Linked DNA regions of Mus musculus: region 1 is linked to region 2. The links are chromatin contacts, called in public HiChIP or PLAC-seq maps. All regions are on one chromosome and are shown on one strand. The core of a region is the stretch at or near the end of the contact, and the rest is flanking DNA. Distances in the headings are between cores, read along the strand shown.

Region 1 (3,564 bases), core at 1,048-3,547, 350 kb before region 2:
CCAAGACTTTATCACAAGAGGTGAGCATGCCACCATGGCAGTGCCTGGTGGACAGTTATGAGCCCTGAATCACCTGCCTTAGGTTTGTAAACAAAGCCTGTAGGGTAGGGATGAGGTAGTAGGCCCTTCACAGGATCATCTGGTGGCCATCTGTGCCCACCAAACCTCAGAAAGCTGATTCTTGCCATCTCAGCAGCCATGGATGGCAATGCTTAATGTTACCCTTTCCACCTGTCTAGGGCTCAACCTTGGCCTCATAGGAGGTGGAATCCAGAACTGCAGGGCCACCTCTCAAAGCAAGCAGACTTGCTTCCAACCTCAGTATGGTTTCTTGCTAAGCTCTGAACACATCTCAAGCATATTCCACACAACCCATCCATTGTCTTCTGCGTTGACAGAACTCGTAGAGAATGCAGAGACCATACAGAGCAAGGCCAGATGGCTAGTCACAGGCCGCTGTTCACTCACTGAGTGTCCTCCTGTGAGGCACAGGCCTTACCACAGCCCACCTGAATGTGTCAAGTGCTGGAGAACTCTCTAACAGGAATAGCTGCTAAGATATATGAGGAACACAGCCATATCTATGTAGATCATACATGGCCTAAGACCTAACCAGTGCCTACACCCATGACATAGCCAGGGAAGCCCATCCCTAGCAGGCCGCTCAGTTGGGCTCTTCTCTGTCAGGCACTACCTGGACCAAGCCCAGCCATAGGTCCTCTGACAATGAGCAGCGTAGTACTGGAGCAGACCGGTGAGCACTATGGCCACTCTGAGGAGGCAGAACAAACAGCAGGACCAGTTCTTCTGCAGTCAGTTCTTTAACAGGGTGACATGACATCACATAGGTGGCTTTGGGTCAGCCATGGTGGTGTTCACGCCATGAGAACTAAAAAGGCTGATGTGAACAGCCATGGCCACCATACACTGACTAGCATAACACATCCCTCACGGGTGGCGGAGGGGTAAACATGTGACCTAAAGACCCCACCTCTTACCCCTCAAGCAGACCCACTGTTCCAGGGAAGCATGGGGTCGACTTGCTTTCACCCTTGCCTCTCATCCTCCTCCTTTCAGTCCAACGAATCCAACCCCTCCCTCCCCAGGCTCAGGGCACACCCCCCACCCAGACCTCAACTTCCGTCCTACCACAGGCAGCCAGGCTAAGCACAGTGGACAGACCGAGCTCCTGTAGGCTAGACTTAGCCACAATGTTGCAGTGATTGTCCCTCTTCCTCCACCTGACATACTGATGGAGCCTCAGCACAAGGATCAAAGGCCTAGTCTGGGCCTCAGGGCAGAGGAGAGAGAAGGACCCTGAGAGCACCCACTAAGTACCACACCTGACATCAGACACTTTGCCTGGCTCCCCGGTAGACTTACCTCTCCCTGAACAGTGCCTACCTAAAGTCAATGTCCTTGTGGGCCCCACATACAGAAGGCCACATGACCATCAGCCATCAGGGCCCATCTGGTCCTGCCTGGTTGATCCCACATGGTCAATCTCTCTGGGTTTTCCCATCAAGGGTACCTTCTCCAAGAAGTCCTTCCTGATCCTCTTGGAAGACCCAGCTAGCCTCGAGATTGAAGACCATTTGGCAAACTGGGCCCATTTATCAGTAGCCACTAAGGTCTGGTCTCATGAACACTGCCCCAAAGGAGACTCCTTACTTCCTGTGACCACACAGCCCTGTCCAACCACATCTCAAGCAGGCTCCTACCTGGCTCCATCAAGTAGCTACAGGCAAGCCTTGGCCTGTCAGCCTGAGCCTCTCAGCTGCAGCCAACCCTGCCACCCCCACTTCAGGATCCAAGTGACTCACAGGGCCAGCACACCGCCTCTGGCCCACACCACAGGTATCCATGGAACACTCACCTGCCCGGGCTTGCTGCCGGTAGGCAGCAGCAGTGCCAAAGCCAAGCTTGGTCCACTGAGAGGCAAGACAGGAGATGGGAACCAGGATGCCCTGAACTCCACCCGGCCATCCAGTCACACAGACAGACAGAGGCTTCAGAAAAGGATTCCTGAAGGTCATTTTCAGGTAGGCTGGGGGCAAGGGGGAAAACACAACAGACAACTACGCACAGCACGACACTACATGCCCATGGACAGACCAAGAGAGCCGTAGTCCTGACTCTGAAGCTGAACAGCCTATGAGAACCACAGACCTTCCAGTGCCCAGAGGACATGGCCCTGAGGTGATGGAGTCTGCTCTGCATGCCTGTAGGCCTAGGGAACCTCCAACCTAGATCAAGGGAGATGCCGGCCCTCCCGCTGTGAGAGTCCAGCAAGTTTTGAGACTGAGGAAGCTCATATTGCTTCCCACAGTAGGGCAAGGCTGGCGTGCAGTCTAGCATAGGCCACAGGGAGGGAAGGCCCAGCAAGAGTTCCACTTTTGACCAGCCAGGGCCTGGTGTCCTTCCACTGAGACTGAGAAACCAAGATGTCCTGTATGTCTCCCAGGAATAAGGGAGGCTAGGGACACAGTGAACCCTAGCTGTACAAGTAGCATCTGTAACCCAGAACCAGACACTGGCTCAGACCGGTGGGGGCTGCTCCCATCCCAGGGCCCAGTCATAGACCCCACAGATGGCAGAGTGAAGCACACCCTCTCACAGTACCTCAAAGTACCTCAGCCCTGGCCTGAGAACCCACTGAGCAGCCTGCTTCCTCTCACACTGGTCACTGCTCACAGTCCCATTTATCTTCCAACATCATGCTAAGATGACTAGACTTTTGCCCAGAGTTATAGGTACAATTAAGGTGGGCTCAGGATTCTGCAACCCTGGGAATATCCAGGACATGGAACAGACTCCTGAGGTGTGGGGGCTACTCTCATCCAATCCTATGAAGGAGCATAGGGTGCAATCTGAAGGAGAAATCAAAGGGAAGAAGTGAGATGGGACACAACCAAGCAAAGACAAGCAGGCCCAACAGGGGACAACATGACATCAGTCCTGCTGTGCAGAGGTGTGGCCAAGGTGGAAGGGCCCTCAGGCTGGGCTGAGGGATCTGGATGGAAGTCACAGAACTAAGCCAGCAGGCAGGTGACCTGGCTGAGTTGCATCTGCTAGCCAGTGGACAGATGCAGAAAAGACACATGAGGACAAATGAGAGACTCTGTCCTCACCTGGACATAAAGCAGGGCCTCTCTCTGGCCAGGACGTGGGCAGAGAGCAGGATAATCTGACTTGAGGAAACAACAAAATCACAGCCAGGATCCCTCTAAGCAAAAGGCCACAGCCAGGCTGGGAGGACTCTGGAGGCAGGGTGTAAGATGGCATCTTGGAGCCTGTGGCTTGTGGACTCCTACTTATCAAATGTTGCATAGAGCCAACGCCCCCTCTCTGTGGCCAGGTCCACTGAGCTTGGTGACCTACCATCTGAAGACCAACTTAATGGTAAGGGCTATTGCCGTGGTTCTTGTGACCCACAGGAATTTGGAAATGGGGGCCAAGGCCTGTTTTCTGGGCACACTGGAGTTTAGCTCTTACTAAGGTGGCAAACATTCATGTCCCTAAAACCCACGGGGCCACAGGCCTAGGCCACTTCTCCCTGTTCCA
Region 2 (3,466 bases), core at 896-3,395:
GGTTCTTTCTGGAACACAGCTGCTATTTACTGGTCACAGTCTGGGTTCAGCAAATGGATCTGAGGATTACACAGTGCCAGGCTCTCCTGGTCCTCGTGTGTGCCCCAGGGAGGTGATGCTCACATTTACCCGAGGGGGATGATGTAGAACTCTGCTTATTGTATCCCAGGGAGGTGACAGGCTGTGGCTCTTACAACTATAATAGGGAGGTGATGTGGGGCCCCAGCCCTCATGGGTGCTCAAAGTTCCCCCAGGGAGAAGGCATAGGAAGTAGCAAGGATGTGGGTGTTTGTGTGTGTTCCAGGGAGATGATGGGAGGTCCTGTCCTCACATATGCATCAGGAAGGTGATGTAAGTAATGTTGTTCACCTGTGCTGCAGGGACGTGACATGGGGCCCTGGTGCTCTGTGTGCCTCAGGGAGGTGACGTGGGAACCTGCCCTCACATGTGCCCTAGGGAAGTGATGTGGCTACCACTGTTCACTTGTGCCCCAGGGAGGTAGTATGGGCTCTGATGGAAGTACACTGGGTGACTTTTGACTGGATTTTCTCTCTGGACTGAGAATCCAGAGGAACCTGTTGGCGTGTCCACTGTCTTCCTGGGGACCCTAGGGCATGACCCCCCTCAGTTTATCCAGAGTTCTGTAGCGTGGGGTGTTGTCTGGTGTCCCAGTTCCACAGAAGTAGTGCTGAGACTGCACCACTTGTAGAACTATACTGGGCTGGTATCCTTGTAGTAACTGGTGGGACAGACTGGAAGGGGACCTCAAGGCCACCAAGGCTATTCTGGTACCCAGTTCTTGGGTCCTGAGCCTGACTCCAGTGGGTGCTAGAAGTGTCTTTTAGATGTGTCTGGACCTTGTATCAGGGACCAGAGTATGCTGAGGATTCTCCAGCTGTGATGTCTTTGGGAATATTCCAGGATTGCTTTAAGGGATGTGCCATCCATGTTCATAGGATCAGATCCAATGACAGCATCTCCTGGCCCAGTCCGAGGAGGCTGCTTGCAGATGTCTGCCTCTGGGCATGCTGCAGACCATGCCTCATACTTCAGCCAGTCTCTACAAAGCTGGAGGTCTGGGAATGCCAGGATGCTCCTGTAAACTGGTCCCAGTTGTTGTGTTTCACTAGTGAATGGAAGCTCTGTGATCACTTCAGGGACTTAGATTTGAGGAGGACCAGCCTATACTTCCAACGTAGAAATAGAAGGGGAGAGCAGGACCTGACCCCAGTACCCAGCAGCTGCTCTGCAGTTGGCCCTGAAGAAGAGGATGCCTCTCTGACCTCCACTCCTCCCTGCCCCTCCCTGCTAAGTTGTAGATACCTTTGAAGAGGGGACTCTGCACACACAAGTCTTGTTTTTGTTCTCAGCTGAACAGGGAGCCCTTATAGACCCTACAGAGTCCATCCCTGAGATGTGTTCTGTCTTGAGGGAATCTATTCTTTGCCTTCTAGTTTTTTTGTTTTTTTGTTTTTTCTTTCCATGTGTGCATGTGATGTGTGTTTGTGGTTGCCTGTGCACGCACGTGGAGGTCTGAGGTTGATAGAGAGCTCACCAGTATGGCTAGTTTCACTAACCACCTTGATCTAGAGATCCCATCTCTGCCTTTTGAGGCTAGGATTGCAGACTGGCCAACCACCTGGTGTGTGCGTAGTCTCCAGGGATCTAAACTTTAGGCCTCAGGTTTGCAGGGCAAATTCTTCACCCCAAGCCATCTCTATAGTCCCTGGGAGTTTTTCAATTCTAGTGCACATCTGTGCATGTTCTATGTGCAAGCATGCAGTGTGTGCTTGAGTGCGGTGTATATGTACTTGGTGTGGAGGGCCAGAGGACAACCACAGGTCTCTCCCTCTTTTGAGACAGGCTCTCGTGTCTGAGCTCGCTCATTCCGCTAGGCTGGCAGGTCTGCCACTGAGGCCTAGGGATCTTCCTGCCCACTCCATGCTGGAATCACAAGTATATTCCTACAGACTTAACATTTCCCCCACGGGTTCTGGGGATCGATGGCAGGTCCTTGTGCTTGCAAGGCAAGCACTTTGCTGATTTTCGAGTTCCTTTCCCACTGATTTAAAATGTCAGCATTCTCTTTTCCCGTTTTCTGTGCTAAGTATTTTGTCTGTATTCACAATGCTGATGTGTGGTTTGCTGGAGGCTTTCAGAGCTTTTCTTACTTTGGGGCACTTTCCTTTTTGAGACTGTGTCTCACTGTGTAGCCCTGGCTGACCTGGAGCTTGCCATGTAGACCAGGCTGACCTCTAACAGATCCACTTGCCTCTTTTGCATGTGTGGGCAGACCGTCACCCCTCCTTTCTGTACCTCTGCTTTGGAGGAGGGTAACATTGCTGCTCTCTGCTCTTTGCCAGGCTTTGATGGTCCTCTAAGGAAATGTAGGTTGTTGGTTACAATGTGTCAGTGGCCGAGGTTTTATTGAGTGGTGTTCTGCTCAAATCCCTTACAGGGGGGCTGGAGAGAGAGAGAGAGTTCAGTGGTTAAGAGCGCTTGCTGCTCTTGCAGAGGACTCCAATCTATAACTCCAGTTCCCTTTAACCCATCTTTTGGGGGGCTAGAGAGCTGGTTTAATGCTTAAGAACTTTATTATTATTTTTTAAAGATTTATTTATTTATTTATTTATTTATTCATTCATTCATTTATTTATTGTAAGTACATTGTAGCTGTCTTCAGACATGCCAGAAGAAGGCATCATATCTCATTAAGGATGGTTGTGAGCCACCATGTGGTTGCTGGGATTTGAACACAGGACCTTTGGAAGAGCAGTTGATGCTCTTAACCCCTGAGCCATCTCTCCAGCTCCGCTTAAGAACTTTTTCTTCTCTGGAATTCCAGAGGACTCAAGTTCAGTTCCTAGTACCCGAGTTGGGTGGCTCACAAGAACCTATAATTCCAGCTTCAGGGGATCTCTGGGCTTTGCAGCCACTCAGACAAATACATAGCCATAACGAGAAATGAAGATCTGTCTTGATGGAGAGATGGCCCGGTGATTAAGGATGGGTACTGTTGTTTGGCTTGGTTCCCAGTTCCGAAGTTGGATGACTCACAATCACTTGTAATTCTAGTTCCAGGGGAGTTTGAAGCTCTCTTTTGGACTGTGTAGACACCTGTACTCACATGTGCATATACCCCACACACAGAAAAATATATCTACATGTAGTTAAAAATAAATCTGAAAAAAGACAAGTGAATACTTAAGAAAAGAAAAGGTCAGGTGTGGCGGTGCACACCTTTAATCCCAGTCTCCCAAGGGCTGAGGCAAGAGGATCTCTGCTAGTTTAGGGCCAGCCTGGTCTACAGAGTGAGGTTCTCTCTCAAAACGAAACACACAAAACCCCAGAGATGGTGGAAATCAGATTTGTGTTCTAGAGAAGGGCTGTGTCCAGCCTGTCTGTCACTGGCCCATCTGACCTTGCTGGACAGGTGACCATGGTTCTCCTTACTTCTCCCTCCTGA

Evidence for each region. HiChIP or PLAC-seq counts read pairs in DNA pulled down with a chosen protein or histone mark.
Region 1: a contact with region 2 is called in an H3K27ac HiChIP or PLAC-seq map of microglia, with 4 times the contacts expected there. The contact joins two enhancer-like sites. A contact is called at or near these places in 2 of 115 datasets of contacts at active chromatin or transcription factors (large pre-B cells and microglia) and 1 of 9 other capture datasets (pancreatic islet).

The regions. Positions count from the first base shown.
Region 1 is chr2:27,720,049-27,723,612 of GRCm38.p6, reverse strand. The region is part of intron 1 of Rxra (retinoid X receptor alpha); the gene reads right to left. Among named protein-coding and RNA genes, the nearest start is that of Rxra, 45 kb to the right of the region's middle. Within about 2 kb of position 2,297, at least 22 of the 459 cell types and tissues checked have an H3K27ac peak or open chromatin away from gene starts, as enhancers often do. A contact at or near this core is called in microglia, where this site is marked.
Region 2 is chr2:27,365,055-27,368,520 of GRCm38.p6, reverse strand. All of the region lies in intron 2 of Vav2 (vav 2 oncogene), which reads left to right. Among named protein-coding and RNA genes, the nearest start is that of Vav2, 61 kb to the left of the region's middle. Within about 2 kb of position 2,145, at least 9 of the 459 cell types and tissues checked have an H3K27ac peak or open chromatin away from gene starts, as enhancers often do. A contact at or near this core is called in microglia, where this site is marked.